Regions from separate parts of the Mus musculus genome. Here region 2 is linked to region 1. A link is a contact called in public Hi-C data. All regions are on one chromosome and are shown on one strand. The core of a region is the stretch at or near the end of the contact, and the rest is flanking DNA. Distances in the headings are between cores, read along the strand shown. Region 1 has its middle 15 kb from the start of Gm32069. Region 2 has its middle 4.8 kb from the start of Gm32124.

Region 1 (4,094 bases), core at 280-2,779:
AACAAAAGAAAACAAAAGAAGAGGAGAGGAGAGGAGAGGAGAGGAATGGAGAGGAGAGGAGAGGAAAGGAAAGGAGAGGAGAGGAAAGAAAAGGAGAGGAGAGGAAAGGAAAGGAAAGAGAAAAAAAGAGAAGAAAAGAAAACAAAAGAAGAGGAGAGGAGAGGAGAGGAGAGGAGAGGAGAGGAGAGGAGAGGAGAGGAGAGGAGAGGGAAGGGGAGAGGAGAGAAGAGAAGAGAAGAGAAGAGAAGAGAAGAGAAGAGAAGAGAAGAGAAGAGAAGAGAAGAGAAGAGAAGAGAAGAGAAGAGAAGATTCTGCTCCTGATAACTCCTGAAGGAGGTTTTTTTATTTTGGCAACTCACTCCTATTGAGGCCTCTTTGCAACAATAAATAACAACATAAGTATATATTTAAAGAAAAGGTATAATGCTTACTTTTTTTAAAAAAAAATGAAAGTTAGGCATGGTGGCATGTGTCTATAACCCCAGATTTGGGAGGCTGAGACAGGAAGAGTGCTGTGAGTTTTCAGTGTCAGCCTGAGCTACACAATTCGTTTCAGGCTAGCCAGGGCTATATATGGAGACCCTGTCTCAAAACCAAGCAAAAACCAAGCAAAACTCTTTTGGAAGAGCCTACGCTATAACGGATAACAATATCATAAAACATAAAATCTAACGCACACAACAAATATATGTTTGAAAGGAGAGACAGAGACAGAGAGTCATAGAGAGGTTAAATGTGGGCCAACTACACCAAAGTGAAAGGCCCCCAACTTAGGGAAGGACCCAGCAGAGACAGGGAAGCTGTCCACACGAACCAACTTTCAGGGTAGAATATGCACCCTGAGTGGTGTCCAGGCATTAGAACCAGGTCTTTAAACTCATCATGCAGTTGTATCTGTTTGAATGAAAGAAGAAAGGATCAACCCCCACTCCCCAAAAATGGTCCACTCTTTGGTCTACAAGTTGGCAATGCAGCCATCTCAACCACAAACTGCTAGTCTCTATCAGACCCAAACAGCCTAAAGCAGAGGGACCTTGCTCGATTTTTCTCCTCTTCCCCGTGTGTGGTCCCCCTGAAGCATGGTAGCGTTGAGTCACACGTTTGGGTCCTGAAGCCCTCAGTGTTCTCTGTGGCCACCATGCTTATCAGGCGATTGCCTGGATGAGCTGCCATCCGACTCAAGAGGAGATGGGTTCTGTACCTCACTGGCTCACCATGCAGGCTGACTGGATGCCATTCATTGTAACTGCGGTGTTGGTGTGTGGAGATGCTGTTCGAGTGATGCTTCAAGGGAGAAAAATGTCTGAGAAAGGCCGAGACAGTAACATTTCCTCAAGTCTACCAGGACTCCACCCTCCACAGTCTTCAGAATTAGTTTTAGTGAACATCGTCTAACTTCCTAATTTGCTGGCTGCGTGTTTCTTATTTTATTAAGCAGATATTTTTAACCCAGGTGCTATTTTTAACCCAGGAGCTATTTAAAGCATCGAGATAGACCAAGGGTGGAAAATCACTACCAGAACGCTGGGTTGTCAAACACCAACATAAAAAAGGCATCTTATTTCTCTGTTTTGGTTCTTCCTTCAAGGGATCATACAGCAAGGGCTCACCTAACTTTTCAGAGACTTTGACAGTGTCCCTGCTAGGTCAGGACAGGTGGGATGTGGCCGCCTTCCCGGGGTCATCAGATTAGGAAACCATTCATGTTTTCTTGTGGGATTGTATGCCCACCTCAAAATTAAAGTAAAAGACATGAAGTTAGGAAAGCAATTTCTCATCCCCATGAGTCATAGCCAACATGGTCTGACTAAAGCACAGCCACTCATGGATCTAGATCCTTTCCCAACACTGTTTTAAACAGTCTAGAGCATCCTGCCTTTCCGCTCAGTGTAAAGGCTGGGATGTCTCATAATGTCTCCAACACACCCAACACCTTGATTTAAAAGCTCTCAGCATTATTTCTTCAGGGGCATGAGTGGCATTGCTAGCCTGTGCCAACCTCTGGGTGCTTGTTGACTAACTCTGTTTAGAGTTCCGGGGCTGGTTGGCTTAACTCTTGGTTGGTGTGGAGCCTTGGCTGAACAGCAGCCGTCACTAGGTACCTCACACGGTTTCTTTCTGGGCCCTGCTACCAAGCTTCGACTCTGAAGTCAAGTTCACAGGGCTAGGTCCTACAGCTGAGCTCAGCTACAATCAAGAGAGAGAGAGAGAGAGAGAGAGAGAGAGAGAGAGGGAGAGGGAGAGGGAGAGGGAGAGGGAGAGAGAGAGAGAGAGACAGAGAGACAGAGAGACAGAGAGACAGAGAGACAGAGAGACAGAGAGACAGAGAGAGAGACAGAGAGACAGAGAGAGAGACAGAGAGAGAGAAACAGAGAGAGAGACAGAGAGAGAGACAGAGAGAGAGAGACAGAGAGAGACACAGAGAGAGAGAGACAGAGAGAGAGACAGAGAGAGAGACAGAGAGAGAGAGACAGAGAGAGTGAGACAGAGAGAGTGAGACAGAGAAAGAGATCTAGGTGGGCAGGGGCTGGGAAACTGCCAGTTCATTCTCTATGATGTTCTTGTTGTTGTTATTGTTGTTGGTGATGATGGTGGTGGTGGTGATGATGGTGATGTTGTTGTTTCTTTTCCTCTCTTTCAGCTGTTTCTGCATCTGTTTCCACAATGGGTTTGTTTTCTTAATTGTCTTGTTACCTCCTGAAATAGGACCATCAATAAAGAAAAGTGGGTTAAGACTTGGCCTGGGCAAGATGGAAGGGTTTTTGCAGGCCCCATTTGTTACTGTTGCTTTTTTTATATTATAGCTGTTCCCACTGGCACTAATTCAGTATTGTATTTAGGTTTTGTGAGCATTGGATGGAGAGGTTTAATTAAAAACAGTCTTGAGGAACAGCCGCTGACCAGACCCCAGCACTTGCAGGGCCTCCTCTTCCAGTCGCTCCACACCCTGGTTCCTTTATCACTTCATTATCTCAAGTCCAATGTTGACTCGGTCGATTTCCTGTTTGAGTCTGAGCCAATCCCTTGAAGTTATTTCAGTATCGTAGCACGGACAGCACAAGGTTCCCCGGGAACGTTACCACCGTTTACCATTTTCTCTATTGTCTCTTTCCTTCCTAATGACAAGCGCAGGGAGGTATTTCAAGCAGGCACTTAATAACCCGGGTGCTTTCGATGCTCTAACTGTGACCACTGGCCAGCGCTGATAGTAACGGATCTGCAGAAGTGTTCAGACATTCCGTGCACACGCAGGTACCTTGGAGGAATTTTTATAGGAAGACTTCGGTCAAGGCACCACTTTCCCTGCTGTATTTGTATCCTTAGCTTTTCCATCCCTCGTAGCTCTGTCTTGAAATACCAGCAAACAACCTGAACAGGGGCTTTCTGTTTCACTAACACAGCCGATAAAACGGAGCCAAAAGGGTTGATGGAATATCCTTCAGGAATAGCCGTCCTGGAAGTGAGGACAGCTCAACACTTCGGCAGTGTGAAAGTGGGGGGAAAAAAGTTCATTTTTGTTCAGCCTCCTCATCTTATATCTGAGAAAACTGGGGGCCGGAAAGGCTATGTAATCTGTCTGGAATTGCCCATTTAGTGAGAGCTGTGATTTCTAAGGGGACATCCACCTTGTTCTTTTTAAGATTTTGTGTTTATTTTCAACTACGTGTATGGGATACATACACATGAGTGCGAGCATAGTGCCCACAGAGGCCACACAGGTGCCGAGAGCCGAGCTCACATCCCATGAAGAGCAAAAAGTGTTCTTAACTACCTGCCTTTTAAGACAGAGTCACTCACTAGAACCTATGGTTCCTGGACTAGGCTAGGCTGCCTGTCCAGAGAGACCCACCAGGATCTTCCTCCCTGGTATGGGATTCCAAATGCAGGCTACAATGCCTGGCTTTAGGGTACAGCGTATGGCTTTTTAAATGGGTGCTCATGCTTTTGTGGCAAGCTTTTTAACCGACTAAGCTGTGTTCTCAACCTCTTTAAACTTTAAGCCTCCAATTTTATTTTATGTGTGTTCTTTGACAAATTTGAAGCATCGACTGAAATACATCGTTCCTCATTATTCCCAAGCCCCTCCCCCATGC
Region 2 (4,153 bases), core at 1,104-3,603, 82 kb after region 1:
GGCGATTCTTCTCTGTAAATAACGCTCCCATCTCTGAGTCAAAACCTGGGGCCAGCTCACTGCGGTGTCAGTGACGAACAAGGGTGGGATTGGGTTTGTGTGCAGGAAACTGGATGCTAAGCCCAGCCCTGTCCACCCGACGTCTCAGCATGAGAAAATGGCTGAGGCTGCCTTCCAAATGCAGAAGCAGTCAAGTCTGGATCCTAGGATTGAAAGAGAAGGAATTGCTGCCCTGTGCCTAGGACACTCAGCTCAGGAGTATCCCTCTCCAACGTCAGTTACAACAAGTTTTAAAAATAGCTTATTCTGGACCTGGTAGTGTGCGCCTCAGTAGTCCCAGCACCAGGGAGGTAGAAGCAGAAAGAAGCTTTAGAGTTCAAAGGCCAATATCCAAGCCGGGCGTGGTGGCGCACATCTTTAATCCCAGCACTCGGGAGGCCGAGGCAGGCGGATTTCTGAGTTCAAGGCCAGCTGGTCTACAAAGTGAGTTCCAGGACAGCCAGGGCTGCACAGAGAAACCCTGTCTCGAAAAACCAAAAAAAAAAAAAAACCCCATATAGTGAGTTTGAGGCCAGCCCGAGCTTCATTAAGATCTGACTCAAAACAAGAAAACAGCTCAAAGAAATGTTTTTCAACCATGGACACAGTTGGCCTTTCAAGTTGCCTACGTGAGAGATCTAAGTATCCACACTGGCTTCCAAGCACTTCCCTATCCTTTCTCTTCATAATCTAAGAAACAAGACAGATAATATTCTGCTGAAGGTCATGTTGTCTCCTAAGGTCATGTGCTAATTAGCAGTGCTAATTTCTAGAGACCAGATCTCTTCGCACCTTGTTGGTGGGGACACATCTTTACCTGGTGGGTCACTGAAAGTGCTTCATGGTGCGGACTTGGAAAGATGGTGTCTATATTTAGATTGTTGGTGTGCACCACTCGCTGGGTAAACACTGTTGGAGCTGCTTTTGATAGGTGGACTTAGGCTTGCACAACCAATGGAGAGCAGGTAGGTAAGAGAAGAGACTGGGATGTCATTTTAGTTTGGAAACCATTAAATATAATCATCTGTGTATGTGTGTGTGTGTGTGTGTGTGTGTGTGTGTGTGTGTCCATGTAAGAAAGTGAGGGAGACTTAGAGGTGGAAAAATAACACATTCCAGCCCATAATATGCTGCCGCCCTCTGTGTCCCACAATCCATGAAGATGCAGTGAGACGCCATAGGTCAATCAAAGCCAGGAAGGCTGAAATGTGTGCTAAAGTGTAGGGATTAAAATATTATGCCTGACACTGTATAATGCATGGTGGGAGAAAAAAAATTTTCGTGAGTATAAATTAGCTTTACTGTTGAGTGTAAAAGTCTTCCTTTTGGTTATTTATGAAGCTTCATCTTGAAGATTGCCTTCCCTGCGTAACAAGCAAATCAGAATTTGTCATGTGCAAATCTTGTAAAGATTGCAAGGCCGGTGCATAATTAGCCTCAGAAAAGTGTGACCAAACTGAGTGAGAAATAAAAACACTATGTAAAGGCAGGCAGGCCAGGGGAGGTTGGGGCGTGTTTGGGGCGTGGTCAGTCGTGGTGGGCCTTGATCAGGGTGTGGTCGGGCCTTGGGCGGGGTGTGGTTGGAGTGTGGTCGGCCCTGGAAACTTTCACTCTAGGTTTTCCTGACTTGGTGATATATGTTCAAAGTCTGGAGAGAAAGTAAAATTATGTAACAAGTGTTTCTCTTCTGCTGTTCAAACGGCTGCTATTGTTCCTAGATCAAAGACTTTGGTGATGAAGTGCTTACAGGGCTCTGAGTAGGAAGAAATATTTAAATAGGGAAGAACAGAGAGCGCAAGCTGGCAGAAGAAGGAAATAAGGGGTGGGGAGGAAGGGCTGGCGCGGTGATCTGCCAACGGTGAGTGCCTAAGACCCTCAGACTGGAGCATGCCTAAGCTTCCCCGCTGACAACCTCACTCAAGCTCCGGTTGTATTTCTGCTCTAAAAATCAGAGGCGAGCTCCCCCCACCCCACCCCCTGGTGCCACACATGTGCCCTTCTGCCTAATCCAGTGTGTAATGTTCTGAAGTCATGTTTGAGTTTCCTGTAAGGCACACACCGCCCTTCTTCACCAAAGAAAGACTTGTTTCGAGGTCAGATGTTTCTCACCAAGACACGGAGAAAATCCCCAGCTAATTGCTGTTGTTCAAACCCTCTTCCATCTCCTGCCTCCAGGGATGGAAGCCCGGTGCCCCCGGGGACCATTACATAGCAGTCTGTCAGGCCTTCGCGCCTGCGCAGCCTGCTGAGCTCATCCTCTGGCAGGGTGGAGTGCAGGCCAACGCTGGGTGTGAAAGCTTTGAGGGGGAAAACCCAGGAAGTGGTCGGATGACTCCGTGCTGGTACTTTGTTGAGTCAGACCTGGGATGGTTTCAGTGTGCAGAGTAGACACCAAGCTGCCAAAGAGATGTCCATCCTCTCTCTTGTCCCTTGGGTGTTCCTCAGACCTCGGGACCTCTTCCCTCACTTTGATTGCGGAGTCAGTGCCTTCAAGCCCACTGTTCTGTCCCAGCCCAGGTACCTGACAAAGCAGCTGCAGGGCTGCTAACAATACACTCGTTGTGTCTGTAGAGTGAGAGCCAACACAGAGCGTGTCCGGAATCTGATTCTTAGTTGTACAGAGCCTCCTGCAGCCTGTATTCTCTTTAAAATGCTTTAGCTGTTCCTGAATGTCTTCTGGACCAGTTCTTATCACTCTGGCAAACAGGCTACTTAAAAGGAGGAATGGCTCTTTGGGGCTCATGGTTTGAAAGGGTACAGAGGGAAAGGCGAGGAATTCACTGCTGGGGGAGCAGAGGGTACGGCTGAGAGTCTTCACCTCTCCACACACCAGCAGGCAGGAAGTGGGGTCAGGTCACAAACCTCGAGGTCCGCCCCAAAAGCAACCCACTTCCTCCAGAGAAGCTTCGTCTCCTGAAGGCTCCGTATCTCCCCCCACAGGACCACCAGCTGGGAACGGGTGTTCAGATGCCCGGGCCTGGGGGCACAGTCACATCCAAAGCATACATAACGCACTCCTTAATCAAGTCATTGTCTGCACTCTGAGAAGCACTGTCGAGCAAATGTCTTGTCACTTAATCTTGTCACTTGGACAGAGTGGTTGCAGCATAAATTCATATGGAGAAGACATCTGATAGAGTTTAAGTCCTGCACAAAGCAAATTAAGGATTTCTGGGAACTGAGTAGGCAATAAGGTAGAAGGGAACAGGGGGAGGGGGTGGAAATGAACATCCGTGCTCTACCCATGCATCCAAACAGACATTGCTTTAAAAAAACAAAAAGTCAATTTCCATGTATCCGTGCCCTTTATAACCTTCCTAGGGAAGGTTGTAGGACTTTCTGTGGTCTTTCTATACTGTAAATATGAGCGTGATAATGCTTTTCAAACATTTCTACTCCAAAAAAAAAAATTCTTTTAATGAAAAGCTACAGCCCAGAAGTCAAAGGGTCCACACCCACCCTCCCATGCTGTTCATGTCTGTGGGTTCCAGTAATTATCCTTAAAAATTCCCTGAGAGCAATTTCTTAGATTAATGACCTTCAGGGAGGCTGACACCTTCAGAAGTTAGCAAAAGTTCCCCCTCATTAGAGAATGTGCAGGTGGAATTAAGTTTAAAGAGATGGGGAGACTGTGCTGCCTTAGCTCGGAAGATCCTCTGTGGAAGAGGGATGGATGCAGGAGGGTCAGAACACAGAGAAGGGACAGGGGACTGGAGACTGGAGTGGTGTGCTTTGTAAAACAAAGGAAGAAGGAGCCCTGAGCCAGCAAGCTAGAAAGGAGCAGAAAGAGTATTCCCCCCTCGATGCCTGCAGAAGCAACGGAGGCCTCCTGATCCTTCAGTGCAGTGTCGCTCGGAAGCTCCATCCTTACAGGGGCAGTTTCCATGGCCAAGCTCCTGGTGACTTCTGCCACACCTGCCGGATCTGACAGAGAGTGAGACATAGGAGCCCAAGGGATGGCTGCACAGTGAAGACACAGAGATTCCTAGACAGACCTCCCGTTCTGGGCAGCATCTTTTTACTGTGCCAACCTAAGAAAGTCAGCATAAAGGAAACTTCATGTATTGTGGCTCACAGATTCAGATTTCGGGCCATGGTCACTTGTTCCATCTCT

What was found. Hi-C and Micro-C count contacts between places; a contact is called where the count stands out from the background.
Region 2: a contact with region 1 is called in a Hi-C map of bone marrow-derived macrophages, with 2.4 times the contacts expected there. The contact joins two enhancer-like sites. A contact is called at or near these places in 4 of 484 Hi-C or Micro-C datasets (the HL-1 cell line, Th2 cells, bone marrow-derived macrophages and 1 more) and 1 of 115 datasets of contacts at active chromatin or transcription factors (large pre-B cells).

The regions. Positions count from the first base shown.
Region 1 is chr6:144,819,757-144,823,850 of GRCm38.p6, forward strand. It overlaps the pseudogene Gm20124. Among named protein-coding and RNA genes, the nearest start is that of Gm32069, 15 kb to the left of the region's middle. Within about 2 kb of position 1,530, at least 9 of the 459 cell types and tissues checked have an H3K27ac peak or open chromatin away from gene starts, as enhancers often do. A contact at or near this core is called in bone marrow-derived macrophages, where this site is marked.
Region 2 is chr6:144,900,453-144,904,605 of GRCm38.p6, forward strand. No RefSeq gene overlaps it. Among named protein-coding and RNA genes, the nearest start is that of Gm32124, 4.8 kb to the left of the region's middle. Within about 2 kb of position 2,354, at least 178 of the 459 cell types and tissues checked have an H3K27ac peak or open chromatin away from gene starts, as enhancers often do. A contact at or near this core is called in bone marrow-derived macrophages, where this site is marked.